2 separate regions of the Danio rerio genome follow, and region 2 is linked to region 1. Evidence: chromatin contacts called from public Micro-C data. All regions are on one chromosome and are shown on one strand. The core of a region is the stretch at or near the end of the contact, and the rest is flanking DNA. Distances in the headings are between cores, read along the strand shown. Region 1 holds the start of slc6a7 (solute carrier family 6 member 7). Region 2 holds the start of pgap2 (post-GPI attachment to proteins 2).

The links. Hi-C and Micro-C count contacts between places; a contact is called where the count stands out from the background.
Region 2: a contact with region 1 is called in a Micro-C map of caudal fin, with 2.6 times the contacts expected there. The contact joins the promoter of pgap2 here to the promoter of slc6a7 in region 1. A contact is called at or near these places in 1 of 18 Hi-C or Micro-C datasets (caudal fin) and 1 of 4 datasets of contacts at active chromatin or transcription factors (embryo).

Annotation. Positions count from the first base shown.
Region 1 is chr21:33,463,614-33,469,461 of GRCz12tu, forward strand. It overlaps slc6a7 (solute carrier family 6 member 7), which reads left to right and starts at 4,254. Exons shown (of 15, transcript NM_001080580.1): 1 at 4,254-4,481.
Region 2 is chr21:33,656,208-33,661,941 of GRCz12tu, forward strand. pgap2 (post-GPI attachment to proteins 2) reads right to left here and starts at 2,111. Exons shown (of 5, transcript NM_001013544.2): 1 at 1,642-2,111. The coding sequence starts at 1,809. It overlaps ncbp3 (nuclear cap binding subunit 3), which reads right to left. Exons shown (of 13, transcript NM_200143.1): 13 at 3,766-4,300. The coding sequence ends at 4,002.

The sequences.
Region 1 (5,848 bases), core at 3,004-5,503:
GCCACTGTTTCTGAAAGAACAACATTTTTTCATTTTTTTTTTGTTGGAAAGAGAAGACCTTAGTGTAGCCATTGATGTGCTTTGGTTAAGTCACATGACATGAAGTGTTTTTCTGTAGCACGATTTCTTTTTTTTAATATTATTATTTATTTATCCTTTTACAGTATAACAAACAACACAATTGACAAAAAGGATATTCAGCATTAAGTGTAGCATCAGAGTATACAAATTTAGAAACATGTACATCAACAAATCCAGTTTATGTTATAAAACAAAAATCAAAAAACAGCTTGTGAATGGTCAGTATGATAACAATGGGTATTATGCAGGCTCAGGTCAAAGGGTTTATAAAGGGTCCATAAAAATTTTCCAGGTTTTTAAAAATATGTGTGTTTTGTTTTTTTTAAGCTATATGTTAAATATTCCAAATGCAGCGTGTCATTTATGATATTTTTAAATAATTCAAATGTTGGAGGAAATTCCTGTTTCCAGTTTAACAGAACACATTTCCTAGATACATAAGATATTAGACCTATCCTTCTGGTAAAAACTGTAGCACGATTTCTGACAGACTGGCGTTTATTGTGAGTAGATGCTGCAAGCAAATGTAAAAGTCAATAAAAACAAAAGAATCAAATTATGTCAGATCCACAAAAAAATCTGAACCATCACCTCCAGTAAGTTATGATGACATTAGTGGAACGTGCAATGTTGCAATGGGTTAGCTAGCAAGCCCAGATGTGAACCTTTAAGTTGTAACAATAACAACATGAAAGCTGGGAATATAATGTTGATTACTTGTATGTTAATGGCTTTTTCATCATGGATAAAATCTAGTTTTAATGGCAATACTACTTTTGATATGAATACAGGGAACAGTGTATTAGCGACCACCAGCTTGTTCCATGCTAAGTGAAAATAGAAAAGGACAAAAGTGGCTCTTCCTGCAGATAATAGTGAGGATGAGATGGGTTTTAGTGACCATGAGAATAATGCAGACTAGACATTTGATCGAGACAGTTCAGGGAAGTTAGCTCAGAGGCAGAAAAGATAGTACAGTATATAGTATAAGATAGTATAATATATATATATATATATATATATATATATATATATATATATATATATATATATATATATATATATATATAATTTTTAGCTAGTAGCTACATTATTCTGATGTATCTGGATATACTAGACTTGTTATTTATTTGTTAAAATATTTACTGGAGAAAATATTTATATTTACTGTATGTTATATACATGATAATACAATATTAGGGTTGTTTTTAATAATATTCAACAAAAAAGAATGGAATGAATGAAAGCTGTTGGAATATGAGTTGTTGGAAAGTATGTATAAGGTGTCATTTACAAGTTCTGTGTTAAGGCTTATAATGCTGCAACACCAATTAAAGCATTTCAAACAACAAAATTATAAATTTTAAGGAAGGTTTTTAGGTTTTTTATTTTAAAGTTTTAAGTTAGATCCACTGTTGGATGTTGCTGCCATATGCAACATTTCAAAAAAATAAAATTGTCAATTTTTTTTTACAGCACTGCAAATTAAGCCATGTCAAGAAAAGGAAAACTGTCAAATATTTTTTAACAGATTGATCATAATATGTGCGGTGGAGGGTTTAATAAATAATGTTCATTTAAAAGTCAGTAAAGTTTTATCTTTAAAAATGTATTAATATGTAACGGCTTTTGATTTGGAGCAAGATGCTGTTGTAGAGCTTTATCGTCTCTGATGTGTTGCTTTACATCTGTGGAAATGTTGCTATGACAATGATGAACAAAGATAAAAGCCATACCACTTTCCTTTAATACAGAGTTTGTGTAATCTAGACTGAAACTTCCCTGGCTAACCAGCTTAACCAGCTTTGTGGTTTTGTTAAGCCTGAAATGAGGAAAACTCTGTTTTTTTTTTATACAGAATAGGTATCTCAGACCTGAGAAAGCAGGGAAAGTCAGTCCCATTTCTGGATCTCATCGATCCCAGAGGCTCTGCGCTGGTAGTGGAAATTCTAAAAAAAAGTCTAAACAAAAACCAAACACACATATGATTGGGTAAGATTGACAACAAGTTGGAAGTGTTTTTCAACTGGAATACTATGAGCTTTAGTATATTAGAAAAATGGTCAGTCCCATTTCTGAAAGGGAGGTAACTTTTACATTTCTTAGCAGGTTTTCTTTGGTAAACCCAGTATTTATTTCTTCTCCTTTTTGAAGATGAAGCATTTAAATACCTCATTCATTCTCAAGCTGCTACTAATTTAGCAAGTAATTTAACCCTCTTTATATTGATTTTTTTATTTTTATTTTACAAATACTGTACTTGGCATGATATCCTGAAATGACAAAGATCTAACACATTACATAGCACTGCTATCCACAGCTAAATAATACAACAAAGGTAACACAACAGAAATAAAACAGACATTAATGTTTGACAATTTAAAGTTAAATGAAGTAACCAATGTAATGTCTGCTGATAAATCACAATGATGTATTAAATGCAATGATTGCAATTCATCTTTGGGTTTGGTTGATGTAATTCCACAATGGATCCACTGCATATACTGTATATCGTACACAGTAGGTATTTGAATAAAAATATTGAAATCCACAGTAATTTTTACTGTGCTTCAGAGGCCTATAGCCATGGGTGTGCAGGGTGAGCCACTTTTACTTACAATCTTGGCTTAATTTGTGCTGGAATAAACCAGAGATGAGTGACGGAAATTAAATATATGGGAAATTGGCAGATATTGACCTAAAGTTAAAGTATATTCCTACTGTTTCAGCTCTCTTCTTTCTCCTGCCAGACGACCTCAGCTGTCTGTCACTTTACGAAAGTGTTTGTGACAAATAAAGGCCTGATTTGATTTGATACACACACACACACACACACACACACACACACACACACACACACACACACACACACACACACATATATATATATACACACACACACACACACACATATATATATATATATATATATATATATATATATATATATATATATATATATATTATATATAAGCGTCTCTATTAAAAAAGTTTTTACATTTTTATAAATAGCTAAATTAAATTAGACTTTGAGAAAAAAACTAAACAATTCAGGTGTAACAAATTACAGTAATTAATTTAAGTTGGTTCAAAGTTAAATTTTTTCAGTGTAGCCTGGGATGGAACTTTTACATTCCTGGCAGTCCAAATTACATTGAGAAAGTGAAAACGAAACCAGGTGCTGTATTATAGTGCGCGCGAGCGCACACATTATAATATAAATAAATATATCGCCTTTAAAATAACAGATTTTAAGTGTTTTCCATGGTAGTGTAACAATTATTTGTTTATCTATTTATCCATCCATCCATCCATCCACCAAATGACAATAAACGTGGTTTTTCTGATGCACACCCAGAAATCTCTTTTCTGTCTATGCTGTGCTGTGCTTTAACATCGGAAATTATTAATAACACAGCAAATGTTTACATATCTTTTAGCAGTGCTTTTTGCACAGGTAATTATGTAAACGGTTGTAGAAAAATAATACATTTAATTATTACCGATTTGTAACAGTGTTATGGAAGATGAACCTATATATAAACATCAAACACATTACAATTATTTTTTTTATGTTTTATGACTGAACAAAACTTTGAATAGAACATTTTATTGAGGTAAATTAATTTCCATTACATTATATTGCATATTTTGAATACAGTATACTTGCTCTACGAGTTTTGCGCGTTACTTATATACTGTAACGTTAGGCTACTATTATTCACAATAATATAGGTGATTGTGTGTCTGTTGTTGACTCACAAATCGAGTTTATGTCACCAAGGCTGAGCACACTGCGGTTTCCTGCTGTTGTAGTGAACTTGAAGCGGCTTCCTGTTAAAATGAGACCAACCCGCCTTCGTTTGTACTTCGACAAGCGACATCAAACTATTTCACTCGAGACGAAAATAAAGCGTTCACGTTTGACATCACAGCCGAGACATATTAGGCATATCATATCCTTTAACAACAATTGCTGTGGCTGAAAGCTAAATATATTGACTGCTGAATATTAAATAGGAAGGAGGACAGGAATGACCAGCACCGTTTCTAGGAGGGGCATAATTTGCGAGTTTACCTGCAGGAAGGTGAGCTCTGTGCGGAACAGATACCCCGGCGCCTCCCTCGTCGACTGTTTCTGTTTCTCCCTCCCCCATTCAACCGTCAACATGGACCGTACACCTGCACTTTTTACTCAGGATTACTCTTGTATTATAAAGTCACCATCTATTTAAGGTCTCGAGAACATCACAGTCTGTTTTAGGAGTCAACCGGTGGTCTCGATGAAACCATTAAGTGAACTATGTAGTGAGCATCTGAAAAAAAGCGCTGCGGAGATGCCGACTGAGGAGGCGAGAACTGCACCTGGAAACGGTGTGATCACAACACCTTCAACAGAGGTAATTTAAACACCGATACTTGACCTAAAGCTGAATAAATAGATATTTTTGAGTTTTATGAGTTTTGAAAGAAACTCGGATTCGTTTCAATATTGCTGTCGATGTAACACAACTCGTCTGTCTTCATTCCTCTCCATGGCTGACTGTTTTTTAACTCGTAAAGGTTTGTTTGTATTGTTATGAAGGGTAAAGGGTTAATGACTGAAAGTTTTGTCATCATTTATCCTCCCTCAACTTGTCCCAATCATATTTCATTTCTATTTTCTGCTGAACTTGAAGATATTTTGAAAAATGTTGGAAACCGGTAGCCCTTGACATCCAGTGACTACAAGTTTTTTTATCAGTATTTTGTCAAAATATCTTCTCTTGGGTTCAACGGAAAAATAAAAACTAATATATAAAATTGGCTTAACTTAAGGGTGAATGAATGTTCATTTATTGGCGAACTATCCTTTTAATAAGTGATTCAGGTAAACATGAAAATTATGTTATTATTTAGTCACTTATATACAGTTGAAGTCAGAATTATTAGCCTCCCTGCTTATTTCCCCCCATTTTCCTATTTCTGTTTAACGGAGAGAAAATGTTTTCAACACATTTATAAGCATATTTAAGAACTCATTTCTAATAACTGATTTATTTTATTTGCCATGATGGCAGTAAATAATGTTTTATTAGAGGGGTTTCAAGATGGTTTTCTTCTATACCGCTTAAAGTGACATTTAAAGGTTTAACTAGGTTAATTAGGTTACCTAGGCAGGTTAGGGTAATTAGGCAAGTTATTGTATAATGAGGGTTTCTTCTGTAGACTATCAAAATAATAAATAGCTTAAAGGGGCTAATAATTTTGAACTTAAAATGTTTTTTAAAAAATATTTATATTTATTTTATTATATATATATATTATTTTATTCTATTATTATAAGTTATATATTATATATAACTTTTATTATAGTTTAAATAAAACAAATAAGACTTTCTCCAGAAGAAAAAATATTATCAGACATACTGTAAAAATTTTCTTGCTCTGTTAAACATCATCTGGAAAATATTTTTAAAAGAAAAAAATTCAACGAGGGGTTAATAATTCTGACTTCAGCTGTAGATCTAGAAACATTTTTAATCTTGTCTTTCACACTTAAAGGGATTTACAGTAACAGTCATCGTTTACTTTTAATGGCGTCGTCTTTTTACCCACTGCAAGTTAATTCAGCTAGTTTACATGGACCAATGAGCAATGTAAATTGAATGAATGTCAGTAAGCTCTACTGTAAGTGCATCAGAAAAAAAAGAAATAAACACTATCAAATCTGTAGCTACCTAACATGATATTGTGATTGCTGCTCTAAAATATATTCTCTTGAAAT
Region 2 (5,734 bases), core at 861-3,360, 190 kb after region 1:
TACGTTAGGTTTTTATGGTTGTTATTTGTTTGATTCCAACTTCCACAGTTTTTTCAGCCTATAGCATTGTTGTGTTTTTTCGTTATGTTAATAAAAGTTATGTGTTTAATAACAGTGATTTTTTTTGTAGTTTCCTCTTGTCCATTCAAACAATTGACGCCGAATTGGCAATTCCTGCAAAACTGAAAATATTATACGCACGCATTCATAAGCTATTTAAAAGCAGGAAAAAGAGAAAAAGAGGAAATTCCCACTCCGACTGTGATAACGGTATAACCGGTCTTGTCACATGTCGATTAACCGGTGGGGAAACTTCCTCATCGTCACAACCCTACGAGCTGTATTACCACATCAACTATAACATTATTACAACAAATTCATTCAAGTACTTTACAACAGTATGGTTCAGAAACACTATTTAGGCCCGTTGCCAGGGGTGGTTTCTGGTGGTTAAGACCCACACCTCTTTGACAAAGGTCCAGAATTTGTCCCACACATGAGCTCATTTGTCCTATTTTGCCATCATAAATTGTGGAAATATGTTATTGAAGAAGGCTTTAAGACTGAGAAGAAACTGACGAAAGTGAAGTTATCTTTCACTACTGACCTAATGTGTTGTTAAATAGTAAAAACATTTTACAAGTAACTTTTATTCTAAATCTTAGACCTTAGTCTTCAAAGACAAAAAACGATCATTAAAAACTTTAATTCTGAAGATTATAAAATTACATTTTAACACTAATTAGGCTATTGTTGTTTTCCATGAATTTTCAAATGTACATTTTACAAGAGAGGCTAGAAAAATCAGGAAGCTCCACATATTATTCTTTAGGGCTGGGATGATAAACGATATTATATCGAATCGTGAAAATTTATGTCAATAACAACATTAAGCTCTGGACTTTTCTTACTCTATAATAATCAAGGAGCCCATCACACAGAAGAAATGTAAAAACAATGGGAAAAGCGTGCTGATATTAGAGATGCACCGAATTTTCCACCACCGAAAATGTATCGGTCGAAAACATGTTATGGCATTTATTATTCGAGTGGACAAATTCTGACGGGAAAGTTGAATGTGATGGCCAGTTTGTTATTTGCCCAATAAACGACAATCTCTTTTACTTAATTTACAAAACAATTTACCCAAAGCCGTAACATTCAATTTTCCCATCTAATGATATATGATGGGATAAATTTGTATTTTAACAATAACACAATCAAATTTTTTTTTTTACACTTTTTTATTCTAAATCTTTAGGAAATATTTTGGTACATTAAAAATAAAAAGTGGGATAATGCTGACCACTCGACAAGCGAGTGCAGATAAAAAGAGTGCTTTAAACGTCATTAAAAGTATTTAAGCAGTATTTAAACCTCATAGTTGGGGCAAAAAAAAAAAAAAAAGAACCACGCCAGACAGGCTACGGGTTGATTTTGTATTCGCACATTAAGACTTTCTGCTCAATAATATAGTTTCAGAATAGTATGCTAAGCAAATTCTAAATATGGAAATCATACTAGCAGCCAAACACTCTCAAAGTACAACACTGTTCACTGAATGAATGAATAAATGAATGTGCGAATGCAAAAACAACTTCATCCCAATGTCCAGGGACGTGTGTGTGCCCGTTTTCTCACCTGGCAGTGTGTATATGTGGCATCATTGTAGTGGTAGAGCATCGCCAGCACGATACAGGCGACGAGGCCGAGCAGAGGCAAACACACCGTAATCACCGCTAGCCGGGTGAACGGCACGCGGATCAGAGGCTTGTCTCGATCCACAGAACCGTACGGGACCTGTTGCATCTTCCCTGGACTAATTACATCCCCTGATGTGTCACAAGCGACAGACAGACTCCCTGTAGCCCATGGCTCCAACCTAGTCTCTGAACTAACCTTACATGTCTGACAATTAGCTTAAGTTGAAACTGAAACCGATTTAAAGTCGCTGCTGGTTATCACTGAAGTACTTAGCGTTAACATGCTTTGCGAAATATACTGAAACTTTAAATTTGTGGCGTTGGTTTAACTACAGAGGAGTTCTGGATTAAGCTGCGTTTAATAAACAAGTCGTTAATGTTTTAATTTGGTTAAAATGTCTAAGTTTTCCGACTGGATGTGAATGATTCGTGGAAACATCCGGTCACGCGGAATCTACATTTCAAAATCAAAGTCCTCGTGGTGTTTTTAAAAGGGATCGTTCGCCCCAAAATGATTTTTTTTCATTCAACCTGTTTTTCTTTTGTTAAACACGAAAAATATATATTATGAAGAATGTTAGAAAGGAGTACCCAATGTAGTTTTTCCATAATCCTATTTTAATGCACATTTTTAAATTTAGCATCAGATGTGTGATTGATATGCCCAAAAACAACCTTAAACTGCAAAAAAGTTGTTATGCCTGCTTTTGGTGATTTTTGGCTTGTACAAACGAAAACAATCAATGTAAATAACTAAACAGAATCGCATTCAAACCAAATAAACATGGCCATAGCTGGCATTAAATCCTATTGTTACTAATTGCAGTAGTGTCTCCATTATGATTGCCTTCAATTATTTAATGTTGGTAACCAAATTACCAAGACTGTCGTCAGCTTCTCAAACATCTTGTTACAAACACAATGGGCTATATGCACACAGACTTTACATTTTCAGCCAGGGAGCCCATAAGGGTTTCTGGTGAACTGTCTTTCCATTACAAAATTGTGAAGTTTAAGATCTGATTTCTTTAAAAATTAGTGCTCTTCATTGCCTATTAGATATACAAATTAAAGTGGGTCTCAGATCGTACAAGAGGCACTGCATTAAAATCCACTTTCCATGTCTTTAAAATGACAAATTATTTTACCCCAGTATTTTCAATGGAATTTCTGCACTAGCCTGTTGCTGACAGCACTAGTGATTACAACGGTCTTTCATCTCGATTTACACTTGAACAACTAAATGAATGCTAACTGACTGTATTGCAATTACATTACAACAGCGATGCTGTAAAAACAACCTTGTGAAATTGAAAATAGTCACATTCTTGTCTTAGGATAATTTTTAAAAACTGTTTTGATCATCTTCAAATGTTGACTTCTGTATAGTGTAGTCAACATTTGAAGTGGATCAAAATCTTTCATCAAAGTTGTCCTAAAACTAATGAACAATAGGCATTCGTGTCTAAGGACAACTTTGAAAAACTTTTTTGATCCACTTCAAACGTTGATGATCGTATATACACAAAGGTTTTGAAATCATTTAAAAAAATGATGAGAACATTTTTGCGCTAAGTATTTCAGATCATTTCTATTATTTTTTTTTTCAGTAACAATTAACAAAATGTTTGTGTTATTTTAAATAAAGATGTCATATGGTGGAAATACAAATTTCTAGACCCAATCTGATATAAAAAAAAACAACAACTTTTATTCAACATACAATGCTGCTCTTGTATGTTTCACTGACCACATGTATTTAGGGAATGTGAACCATTCATTTGAGGGAGCATTATTACATTGGCTACATTATGTGCTATTCTTTTTCGGGACTGTGTAAGATAAAGCACTGATCCATCCAGGTCCAGTATGTGTGAGTGGATATTATAATGCTTGTAAAAAAACACACCATTATTTTCTTCACATCATCAAATCCACAGTGATAATGATAAAACATGAGTCATGACTGGATTAAAAAAAAAAAGTATTGCTAAAAGGCAATCGGATCACATTGCTTGAATTCATGAGAAATGCTTCACTGTGTATTTGAAATGGGCTCTGATTGTATGTCAAAATATAATTTATTTTCTTTTGAAGGAAAAAAAAAAAACATGACAGCTTCATCCTCTGCCTTTTCTTTGAGAAGTCAAAACAAAACCCTAACCTGCACCTTGGTTTCTGGAGGAAAAGTGTGACGTTTCTAGACTGATGAGAGTTGGGATTTTGGGAATGTTTAAGTTTGGATATCAGGGTCTCTTGGCCCAGTCTATAGATGCCCTCCAACTCTCAGTGAGTGAGTCAGGAGTCGCTGTCGGAGCCGTTGCTGCTGTCTCGACTGATCTCGATCTGCAGCGACGGAAGGTTGTCCAGTCTGCTTTTCTTCATCTTGTTGGACTGCTGCTCTTTCTGCTTGATCATTGCACCCCACATCTTCTGGAGATGAGAGTCGTCCTCTTCATCCTCGTCCTCCACTCCGTCAGAATCTTCATCCTTTCTTCGTCTTATTCCTCTGGAGGAAGATGCTCGTGATGAAGGCTTGTCTTCGTCTCCGCTGCCGCTGTCCTTGTGAGACGGGCCGAGGCGGCTCCACAAACCACCTTAAGATACAAATGTTATGGTTTGTAAATGAGTCATAATGAGTGTTGAGCAATAACATGTTAAGGCTGATTTATACTTCTGCGTCAAGCCCACGCGTATGTTATGGCGCAGCCTACTTAACGACGAATAGCCCTACTCAAAAAATTTAACTACACGTTGCAACAACGCGTAGCGCAAGCTCTGTGATTGGTCGGCTTGGTAGCGCTGATGAGCCTAGGCGGGACAGAGAGCCGCGTGATCGATGCGAGCCCGATAGAGCGATTGTTTACAAGTGTGGAGTCCCGTAAAGGAGCTCTGGGTGGAAGGTTTTTTTTTGTGTTTACCTCATAGTTAAAATTGTTGCACGTCCGCCGCTTCCTGCCTCAAAATAAGCGAGTTTCAGCCACTTGTACATTCAGGAAGCATTCAGAAAAAACAAAACACCAGCGAAGAAACTCGACACTTAGGAATATTAACGACTCACTGCCAACTAGCGTTTTGGAAGTGTTAATGCAGAATAACAGAGACAGAGCGCAGAAGTATAAATGCACAGCTACGCGCGTTGCATGCGCCGTCGGTTACGCCGGTCACTTGACGTAGAAGTATAAACCAGGCTTTACTAGCAATGTGTTACTGTAACGGCATTACTTCTGACAGTAACTAATGCAGTAACGCATTACTTTTTAAATATAGTAACTCTGTTATCGTTAAAATACAATGCGTTTGTCCGTGACTCAATTAATTAATTAATGAATCGTGAATTAATTAATTTTGGCTGCACTCTAGCCTACATCTTTCTGTTTACAGTGACGACACATTGGTGGATGCTAACCAACACTGCAAAGAAGACGCATCGTGTACGAGACACCAGACTTTACAAAAGTAAAGACAAAGCAGAGATACCAGCTGCACGCGAGAGGCAAAGTGTATACGCGAGATAGACCGAATGCAAGCGAGGTAGGCTGACTGTGTGCACAAGAGACTGAGACTATTACCGTTACTATTAATAATACTTATTACTAATACTTCTGTTTGTTGTTACAAATAAATAAGCACAGGTGGTATCTGTATTACAAAATTGATTATTAGAGACAGAGACACAGTTCGGTTACATTTCAGAACGTGTTATTAAAATGTATAACGTTGTATTGCTCAGAAACAATTCTGTGATTTTTTAAATTGTTTTACACATTTTTATAGCAGTTACACAACAGCAGATTTTGCTTTGACATACTACATTTTATTTGTGGTTAGTTTAAAAATTGCCGATAGATTTCATTTTTGAGCAGCTGTTATGTTATTGTTTTGTTTAAAATGCATAACATTTATGGACGTCTATAATAGTACTTTCACCAAATTGATTCTGAATGATAATTCAGATTACTTTTATTTATTATTTCGTTATTAAGGTTGTTGTGCCTGTTGTATATTGTCGCTATTTTCATACTCAAGCT